Linked DNA regions of Triticum aestivum: region 1 is linked to region 2. The links are chromatin contacts, called in public Hi-C maps. All regions are on one chromosome and are shown on one strand. The core of a region is the stretch at or near the end of the contact, and the rest is flanking DNA. Distances in the headings are between cores, read along the strand shown.

What was found. Hi-C and Micro-C count contacts between places; a contact is called where the count stands out from the background.
Region 1: a contact with region 2 is called in a Hi-C map of leaf, with 5 times the contacts expected there. The contact joins the promoter of LOC123110460 here to the promoter of LOC123110459 in region 2. A contact is called at or near these places in 2 of 5 Hi-C or Micro-C datasets (leaf and an unstated tissue) and 1 of 1 datasets of contacts at active chromatin or transcription factors (leaf).

The regions. Positions count from the first base shown.
Region 1 is chr5B:70,844,461-70,849,551 of IWGSC CS RefSeq v2.1, reverse strand. LOC123110460 (serine/threonine-protein phosphatase 5) reads left to right here and starts at 2,439. Exons shown (of 8, transcript XM_044530985.1): 1 at 2,439-2,720; 2 at 4,676-4,769; 3 at 4,844-4,894. The coding sequence starts at 2,581. It overlaps LOC123110461 (phosphatidylinositol 3-kinase, root isoform), which reads left to right. Exons shown (of 19, transcript XM_044530986.1): 17 at 3-147; 18 at 247-404; 19 at 511-755. The coding sequence ends at 384.
Region 2 is chr5B:70,577,546-70,582,636 of IWGSC CS RefSeq v2.1, reverse strand. LOC123110459 (serine/threonine-protein kinase Nek2) reads left to right here and starts at 3,829. Exons shown (of 15, transcript XM_044530984.1): 1 at 3,829-4,138.

The DNA.
Region 1 (5,091 bases), core at 1,190-3,689, 270 kb before region 2:
AGCCAATACTACACAAGATTCAAGTCCTACTGCTGTGAAGCATACAACATTTTAAGGAATAACAGCAGCCTTATATTGAATCTCTTCACGTTGATGGAAAGATCAAGTATTCCAGATATCTCTGCCGAGGAAAATGCAACGCTTAAGGTAATTAAATTGGTTTTATGAGTGGATTTTTTTGTTCACAAAGAGCAGAGCAGCGTATAATCACATGTCGTTTCCTCCTTTTGCGGTGTGCATCGTCAGGTTCAGGAGAAATTCCGGCTGGATCTGGACGATGAGGAGGCTATACATTTCTTCCAGGGTCTTATCAACGATAGTGTCAGCGCATTGTTCCCTCAAATGGTTGAGACCATCCATAGATGGGCTCAATATTGGCGATGACCACTTCTTGTTTGTATAGGGTGAGTTTGGTGATGGTGTCTGGCTGTTGACATGATTCCATCGCATAATAACATGCTCTTGCAATGGCCACTGCTGACCTCCATTCTTTTATTTGATCTTCACCAGCCGCAGCAGACTATTAACAACAGATGTCAAGCAGAGACTGAATGGTAAGAGGAGACGAATGCGATAGATTTACAGCATAACGTGGAAATAATGGACAAATGCCCACACGTACTTTATTTCCCCGTTGGATACTTTCTAACTTACGAACGCAAATTTGTGAATATGTCTTCTTTATGTAAATCGTCCTGTGTGTGATGTAATTAACAAGACTCTGAAGTGCAAATCTGTGAACATGCTAGCATTTATAACTTTGTCTATGTGTGATGTACTCAGCATATATGATATGTGGTGGCAATGTGTTGATAAGCCTAGGGAAAAAAATGTAGACGCGGGTGCTTTATTCTAGTTATTTACCAAACAATGGAGTGCCCATTTGTTGTCATCTGAAAAAGTTCGTGAGATATTTGTTCGCAGATAATGAAGATCTCTCATCTGAAACTGGCGTCGACTCATGGCTCATGCCACGTCATTGTTTCTTCTCCGAGAAAAAAAGTTGATGACCCGTAGGCCCTAGGCAGGTTTTGTTGATAAGAATGATTGCGGGCTATATGCAGTGTTTGGCCTCAATGGTTGCATCCACCATTTGTTATGCCTGAATGGGTCTCACCAGCCAAGATGCAAAGTCCACATAGGATCTTGAAGCAGAGAAAAAGAAGAATGATCCGGTGAAAGTGCTTGGCGTTGTTTGACTCAGGAGGATAACAAAAGCTCAGAAGAGAGAACACATTGTCCAGTTCCCTCGCGTACATAGTGCATAGAAACAAGTACTCCCTCCGTTCCGAATTATTTGTCGCACGTATGGATGTATCTAGATGTATTCTAGTTTTAGATACATCCATTCCAGAGACGAGTAATTTGGAACGGAGGGAATATAAAATCAGTGACAATTGATATAGATTGGAGCGAGTAGCAATAATCACAGCTACTAACACTACAACAAATCAGATTAACCGCCGACTTGTTTGTCTTATCACAAACAACCCGTTTCACTCAGAAGTCACATGAGGCAGGCAAATAGCTAATAATCTTTATGTGAAGAACAGCACATGAAAAAACAAATTTCACACATTTATTGCCCTGGTCTGTCGGTAGTTTGGCCTAGGATCTCAAGTTCTAAACCGTTGACTCGACCAAGGGGCGCAAAATCCTTGCACCGAGGTCATCTCTCCCTTGGAGGTCTCATTGCTGGCTCGAGATGCGGTGGCGGCATCCCTGTGGTTTTCAGGTGAAACCCTATGATCCAATTCATCAGATTGAATGATGCCGTCTTGTCCCACGTCCCTACTTTTTGGGACGTAGCTTTGGAAGACCTTCACCCCCTTTTACGAATTCCCCGTGTGATGGAATGGATATCGGCAGCGATGCCGGTTTCTATCGTTGTGACTTGTGCGGCAGTGATGCTTATGATGCACATTGTTCCGAGTCGTACCAGTACTTGGTAGTCGATACTAAACTTGATAAACCAAATACATCTCCTAAGTTTGAACGGAGTCAACGGACAAAGTAATATAAAAGAAGCTTGCAATTTGAATCCAGTTCAAAATTTGCAGCTCCATGGCTACTTGCTACCCAATGTACATTTCTTTTTTGAACATCAGTACAGACACAAGCGCTCATATACACGCGCATACACTCATCCCTATGAACGCACACACGCACACCCTACCCCTATGAGCACCTCCGAAAGACCGAACCGACATATCATCTTGAAAATTACGAAGTCACCGTAGGCACCTCGTTGTCGCCGGGAACGTCTCCTCCCACTGAATACGCATCGCCGGAAATCTTGAAATAAATCTAGAAATAAATGCGAGCACCAGTATTTGAACCCTGGCGTGCTGGAGATACCACAGTCCCTCTAACAATCCAACCACAGGTTGGTTCGCACCCAGTGTACACTTTCGATGTATGCGTGTGTATGTGTTAGAAAATGAAAAAAAGAGAGGCAAAACTAGACACGTGCTTTCTTGGCCGAGGAAAAGAAAGGAGGACCAAAAACTGAAAGAAGACGAGGAGCTCGCGACCCCAAAACCCTAACCCCTGTAACCCTCGGCGGCGGCGGCGGTGGCGATGGCGGACGGAGGCGGTGGACGGGCGGCGGAGCTGAAGGACCAGGGGAACGAGCACTTCAAGTCCGGGAACTACCTCAAGGCCGCCGCGCTCTACACGCAGGCCATCAAGCTCGACTCCGACAATCCCACCCTCTACAGGTGCCCCCTCTCCCTCCCTTCCCATCTCCGCTCGTTCAGTGCGCGAAACCCTACTGCTCTGATCGATCTCTTCGGGGGGAGATGTCTTGAGATCGTGCGTGCGCTTGTTTGGTCAGCTGGTCAGATGGAATGAGGAAATGCGCGGCGTTAGCACATATGTTGCGGTGTTGTGGATTTAGGCTTTGGGATCCATGTGCCCTGAGGTTTGATTTGTGTGTCGCCGTGTTGCCGCCTGGCGAGCATTGCAAATTTCAATCCTGTGAAATAAATGGCATCTTTTTTCCTATAGGAATTGAGACACATGCCATCTCATTTCCAATTCCTATAACATTCCTATCCTATGGACCAAAGGAGGCCTAAGTTCCAGAGCTTTAGACTTATAAATAGCTGTATTGGTGTTGAAACTACATTAACAGCTAATAAGCCTTCCGTGGTGTTGTTTCTATGCCACTGGAAATTAAGCTTGTATGCTTCCAATAATCTGATGTTAGCGATTATTCACATTTCTGCGATATAGCCCATCGATGCACAGTGTTTGCTGTGCTCTACCATGCGTCAGGTTTAGCGCACATGTGACAAGACAAACCCTTTCCAAAGTGCCTGTTATACGATCCAAGACAGAGAAAATATTATTTCTATCATTGCCTCGTGAAGATTTACTTCTGGATGCAACTAATATTCCCAAGTGTAGGAAAACCTTCTAGGCCCAGTACTTTCTGCTCGAAGCAAAAAGAGGCGACTTCTTCAGTTGTTATGTATAAGTATTCTAAGATTTCTTACTTCGCATAGCCGGTTATGATTAGGGTATACCTTACATGGTGTTGTTGTTGTGGAAGCAGTGTTGTTGATTCTATCATAAACCCACACTTTGCCTGTTTGACATAGATTGAAATATGACTATATGAGGCACATGATGACCGGTGAGAATGAGTGTGGAAGAAAGTTAAGCAACCCCACTAACTGATTTAGGCAGTCAGCACCTCAGCCCTCAGGCGAGAGACTGAATCCTAAACCATCCAATCACGAGGGGCGGGCAATGAAACTACATTGAAAGAAATGAGGATGATTTGATATTGCATATAGATTAAGGAAGCAAGCAATCATGTGATGTGATGTGTGCTAGACAAATCATTCGGTAATTCTATTTGAGAAGTTAAGTTGGAATCTATTATTGACAGAAATTCACAACATAACTCAGAAAACAAAACTAATAAATTTGGTACCAATATTGATAATAGGCCATTTTTAAAGCCTTACATTAGGTACTATTCAGAGTTGAATTTGTCAAAAGGAAATCTTGACCTGTGTTATGAATGTTGATTTGAAATTTTGTGACATGTTAGGTACCAATATTATCTATGTCATGTATATAGTTTTCAGAATTTTTTGAAACTTTAAAGGATGCCAATTGAGACTGGGTCACCTAGTGCACCAGATATTCTCCCAGCCGTCAGGTAGAGATACTGAATCCTAAACCATCCAATCATGAGGGGCAGGCAATGGAACTACATAGAGGGAAGCGAGGAGGATCTGTTATTGCGTATATAGATCAAGGAAGCAATCAATTATGCAATGTGTTCTAAACAAATCATTCGGTAAATTCTATTTGAGAAGTTAAGTTGGAATCTATTATCGACAATGTTTTTCTAGGCTTACAATAATCAAACGATTTGGGAGGCCTTATTTGCTAGCCAAAAATATAGTTAAGAATGATTGTGTTGTCTTCTTAAAGCTGTCAAAATTTGGCAACGGCAACTTGAGGGTATCTATGCTGCTAAGCAGGTGTCAAATTAATTGGTCTGAAATCTCAAAAGAAAAAGAAAATGGTCTGAGAGCCAAGCCAACTTTCAAGTAGTAAAAAGCAGGCATTAAGTTGAAGAGTTGTGATGTATTGCTTTTATTGAAATAAACTTTTTGGAAACTTCTGATATCCTTTTTATTTAAATCACTGCCAGCAACCGAGCTGCTGCATTTCTGCAGCTGGTTAAGCTTAATAAGGCACTTGCTGATGCTGAGACGACAATAAAACTGAAACCAGAGTGGGAGAAGGTATAGAAATGCCAAATTGCACTCTGCTTCACCTTCTGTCATTTATTTTGCTCCTAACTTCTTCCACAATACAGGGTTATTTCAGGAAAGGATGTGTTTTGGAGGCCATGGAGCAGTATGAGGAGGTTAGAGTAAAAGGCAAATGACTTACTACTTTTGACCGACAGGGGAGAGGGATTTGGTCACACCCTCTCTTTTTCCTTAATGTTCCGCAAAGTGTACTCTTTGACCAAGTGTCCAAGTCAACTATGTTGTAGCAAGTTGAGAAACAATCACATTAAAAAATTCGTGCTTTAAGTAGTGTTTCTATTGATTGCAAGTA
Region 2 (5,091 bases), core at 2,580-5,079:
TCACGATATGAGCTCTTGTGACATCCCGTGTGAGTGCGACGGAGGGCTGAAAGGGCCATGGAGGCGTGGTGGATCTCGACGCTTGCTGGTGGGAGGGATTCGTTTTTGATGATTTTTTGAGTTTTTTAGTGGTTGTGTCCTGCTCAGAGTGACGAGACGGTGGCGGCTCTCTAAAGATGGAATAAATTTCTCCCCATCTAGCCCCCGTCTTGGTGGTGCTTCTAGCGTCATCGGAGGGTGTGTGAAGATTTGTCTCTGACGGATCTCACCGGATTCGGTGAGGTGTTCATCTTCGGTGGATCCACGTGGATCAGGTCCTTGTTCTTGTGTGTTTGTGTGTCTGCTTGGATCCTTCCGATCCAACCTTCTCTTCAACGGCGGTGTTTGTTGTTCTGGTGCGCTGGTCCTTTAGGGCCTTAGCACGATGACTTTCCAATTGTCTACTACGACAAGTTTTGCCCGACTCTATTGAGGAAGGGGTGATGACGGCGGCGTGCCTTCGGCTTACTTTAGTGCTTGTAGTCGTCGCTAGGTGGTCTATGGATCTGGTTGTAGTTTTATTATTTTTGGTATTCGTTGTACTATCATGATTGATGATGGATAGATTGGAATTTTTTCCGCAAAAAATAATAACACAAGATGCTATGCATACAGTTTCAATACGGTCCTCGGTATGACAAACCATCTCCACCACAAGCTTGTTCCTTTCTTTAACCAGTTCGGTTTGAATTAGTATTGTACAAGAATCAGATGTAGTCTGAGCTATTCCGTTGTAAATTTATGATTTTCTTGAAATTGTGTAGTTTTTTTAACTTTAACCACTAGCGTTTACATTTTCGTGACTGGTAAGATGAAAGCAACATCAATAGATTTGTCATTGCAGAAATATTTCTGAACTTGTTTAAATATTGGTCAAAGGTGCATATCGGAGATTATGTCAATGCCCAAGGCACCCGCCGACGAACTAAGAGAGTAGAGTTCTTTCATTTTATTGTTTTGTTCAAATAATAGCAAGTCCAGTCCATCTATTTGTTGTATCCCGAGGTTTGATTATTTGAGAAAATTGCAACATAACATTAGCAAGGCCAGTTTGGAAAATTTGCTCCTAACCCATGTCAAAATTCGATTTGTATCATGGGATTTATATAAATTCATCCACGTCCTCAACATGCCTCAAAACAACTTGAATTTATCATTTGATTGTTTTGGAAAATTATAGCATAACATTGATCTGAATGTCTGAAGTCATCGGTACGCGACACCAACAGGCTTGGTGGAAGACGACCCGTGGTGACGAACTTGAGCAGTTGCACGTAGTGCTTCCCCGAAACATAATTCATCCTCTCCTGATGCAGGATCATAAGGACAAGAGGTACCAGATACATGCACTCCTACTCGCCAATGCATGTTGGCATTTGGGATGGAGTAGTCTACGATGACGACACAAATAGTGAGAAGAGGCAAACCCTAGCTTGTTTTAGTGTATTTTTGGCTGTGGCTGGTAAGTCGTTATATATAGACCCACGCGGTATCGTGTAGCGATTATGATCTCAAATAGACTTAGTTTTGTAGCTGTAAACTTACCGGACAAGAAAACAACCAACTTGTTTACCAAGAAACCAAAAAAGTAAAGCGACAAAAAGAAACTACGTACATGCAAGGTTACAAACCGATTTTTTCACATGCCCACGCCCTTCACCCCGGCGAGACCAGGCGAGATGATCAACCGCATGCGGTGTTCTCTATCTCTCTCCTCATACTCATCACTTAGTGTCGTGGGGAGACTATATTTAAGTTGGTCTCATGTCTCCTTCACTTTTGGGGTGAGACTGAAGCTTGCAGCTTCACTTGCCATTTATACATGGGCCTTTGAGATTTACATTAGAAATTTTAGAAAATCTTCATGGCCAACCCATTTATTCTAACACGCTACACCCTGTTTTTTTTCATTGTTTGTGTTTATGGACGATATTCCTATTGGGTGATGGTTATAGTGGTTCTTTATGTATTCATACGCAGAGACCGAGAAGGATGGGCCGGTAAGACTAACAAAACCTTTTGTAGTGAAAACTAAATGTTAAACTCCAGCGTTCTTCATTCTACATTTATTTATTTATTTATTTATTTTTGCAACCTGAAGGGGCTTTGAATATTTGCTTTTCATCCGTCTGATGATTCCTTTGGTACCGAGATTCTTGCATGACCTTTCTATCATATCATCCACGTATCCTGGGTCCATTATTGGTTAAATTTGAAGTTGAGTTCACAAGATGCCAACGAAGGCTGCATCCAATGGCCTTGACACATATATTTTTATTACAACGGCTTGTGATACATATATTTATACAATATATTTTAGAAAAGCAAAAGAAAGCTGAGAGTGACTATTGCTCAATCGACCAGGAGCTAGTAAATCCATCAAATCCATGATTAGAAATTTAGAACATAGTTAGAAGAGTAAGACTTGCTGGTTGACCTACATATAACCCTTCCTATTAAGTCCCTCTTATTGAAAATGAAGGTATAAAGATGTTGTGGACTAATTGCACAATAGTTCAAGTTGTGTTAGTAGTATTGGCTACATAAGAAAATGATTCTTCTGTAGTGTGAGGCCCAACCTTACACACTCTAGTGTCATTAAAAATGGTTATAGTTGGGCATCTTCTAAGAAAATATGAAAGAAATGTAGGGTCGATGCAAACTACTACTACTCCACGTCTAGCTAAATAGTACTATCACATGTGTATGTAAATAGATGGCTTTCCAGAAATTGTGTAGTTAAAGTTTTAAAACTTTGACACAAAAGTATTTTCATCCGTAAAATAATGCAACATTATTAGTTTTGTCATTAAACATGTTTTCAAATGCCTACAAATTAATGATCAAAGATGCATATCGAAGACTATGTCAATGCATAAATGTCAGCTGTCGACAAACCGAGGGAGTAGAATTCTTTATATATGTTGTTTTGTTCAAATTATAGCAAGTCCAGTTTATCCTTATTTTTTTGACGTTTGATTATACTAATCCCATAGATACTACAAGAGACAATTCCAATATAACAATCAATCAATGATTGCTAGTTACCCAATAGATAACCATGGTAAGTTCCTCTTCAAATTATGTCCTTTTCACAAGAAAATGCTTTTCCTGTAGTGTGAGCCCCAACCCTATACACCCTAGTGTTACTAAAAAAGATTGTAGATTTGGAGGCATATCTTCCAAGAAAATACTGCTACTACGAAAGATATGCGTAGTCGATGCAAACTGCTCTACATCTAGCTAAATAGTACTACGGGTTCAATATGACCCATGTACCACGAACCACCTGCACACATGATTATTCCATTTTTTCAACCAGTTCGATTTGGATTAGTGTCGTACAAGAAGGATGCGATCTCTCGTATGCATATCCATTTTGTTGTAAATAGATGGCTTTCTTGAAATTGTGTAGTAAAATTTTGTTTGAAATTCTCAAAAAAATTTGTTTGGAAGCTTTGCTTTCAAATGCTTTGTGAGTGTCCATTACTATTTACTACTCTCTCTGTTTCATAATATAAAAGTGTTTTTGACATAGACTAGACTAGACGGAGGGAGTATGATGGAGTAGCAAAGATGCCATCAGCCCATAAGCACTCACACTAATGCCTCCTTTTTGTTTCTCATCATATCATGGATGCAATCCAAGAAACTAAAAAATACACCCTCCAAAAATATAAAAAACACACACCCAAGTTGACCATACCAGGAGGGCCCACACCCCCCTCCCTATCCCCCACCCTCTCTCTCATCAGTCATCACATTTTCTTCTTCACTGCCATCGCCTTCCCAGTTCACACCCCTCTCCCTCTCTCTCTCTCTCTAGCCCTGTTCTCTTTCTCTCTCCTCGGGGAGGCTTCTCCCCTAGCTCTCCTCCTCCTCCTCCTCCCTTTACCTTTGGGCTATATAAGCTTTGGGGGATTGGAAAGCGGCAGCGAGCGGGCGGGCGGGGCTCTCGCCGAGTTTGAAGTTGAACCCACCCCAAGCCAAAACCCCATCTTTCTCTCTCCTCCTCCCCGCCGCCGCCCCTTCAAATCGCAGCCGCTCCCCCCCGCCTCCGTCCCCGATCAAATGCGGCGAGATCTGCGCGCGTGACCCCGTAAGTCCACCGCGCCCTGCCCCCTCCCGTCCGGCGCCCTCTCCGCCGGCCGCGGCGGGGTTCTTGGAGCCGGCATTTCAGCCTCCGAGCTCGGATTAGATTGGATTGTTCTTCCGTTTTTCCCCTCTGCTCTTTTCTGTGTGCAGCTGGGCTGTGTTCTTGGTTCCTTGGGGTGGATCGAGAGCCGCGCTGTGCGCCGCCATTTCGCATCCATTTTTGATGCGCTCATGGAGTTGGCATTTGGGATTCGTTCGTTGATTTTAAAAGGAAAAACAAATCATTGGGGTGGCTTTGATTCGGAGTTGGTGGAGCTTGGACCCGGGGCTGATTATTTTTCTCCCCCCGCGTCTTGAATTCTGATTTGCTCCTTGAGTTCCGATTTGACATTTCGGCCCAGAGCTCCACCGTTTCCTCTTTCTTTTCTTTTTTCAGAACAGTTTAGGCCTTCTTTGGTTCATAGGGTAGGAAAATCGTAGGAATAGGTAAGTCATAGGAAATGAGATGACATGTATTTCAAATCCTATGAGTAGGAATAGGAAAGGAGATGCCTTTTGATTCACATCATAGGATTTTTTCCATTGAGTCTAGGCTAATGTTTATTTTCCTATGAAATGTGGAGGATAGGAAGAATTCCTCCATAGGAATAGGATTCCATTCCTACAAACCAAAGGGCTCTAAAGGAATTTTTCCTATAGAAATCCTATCCTATGAAATTCCTACAAAATTCCTCTGAACCAAAGGAGGCCTTAGTGGGGCTGTCGGCAGGTTTTGTCACCGGGTGCTTTGCTTTTGCATCCGTAATTACGGATCACTTGTCTTTTCTTATGTTTTCATGTGAGCTCACGCTTTTGGTCTTCTCCTTCCCCCTAACCCCAAGATATATCTCTTGGAGTATTGGCAACTTTGCCATCCATTTTGATTTGTTTTCTCTGGACAATACTACCTTTTTTCCA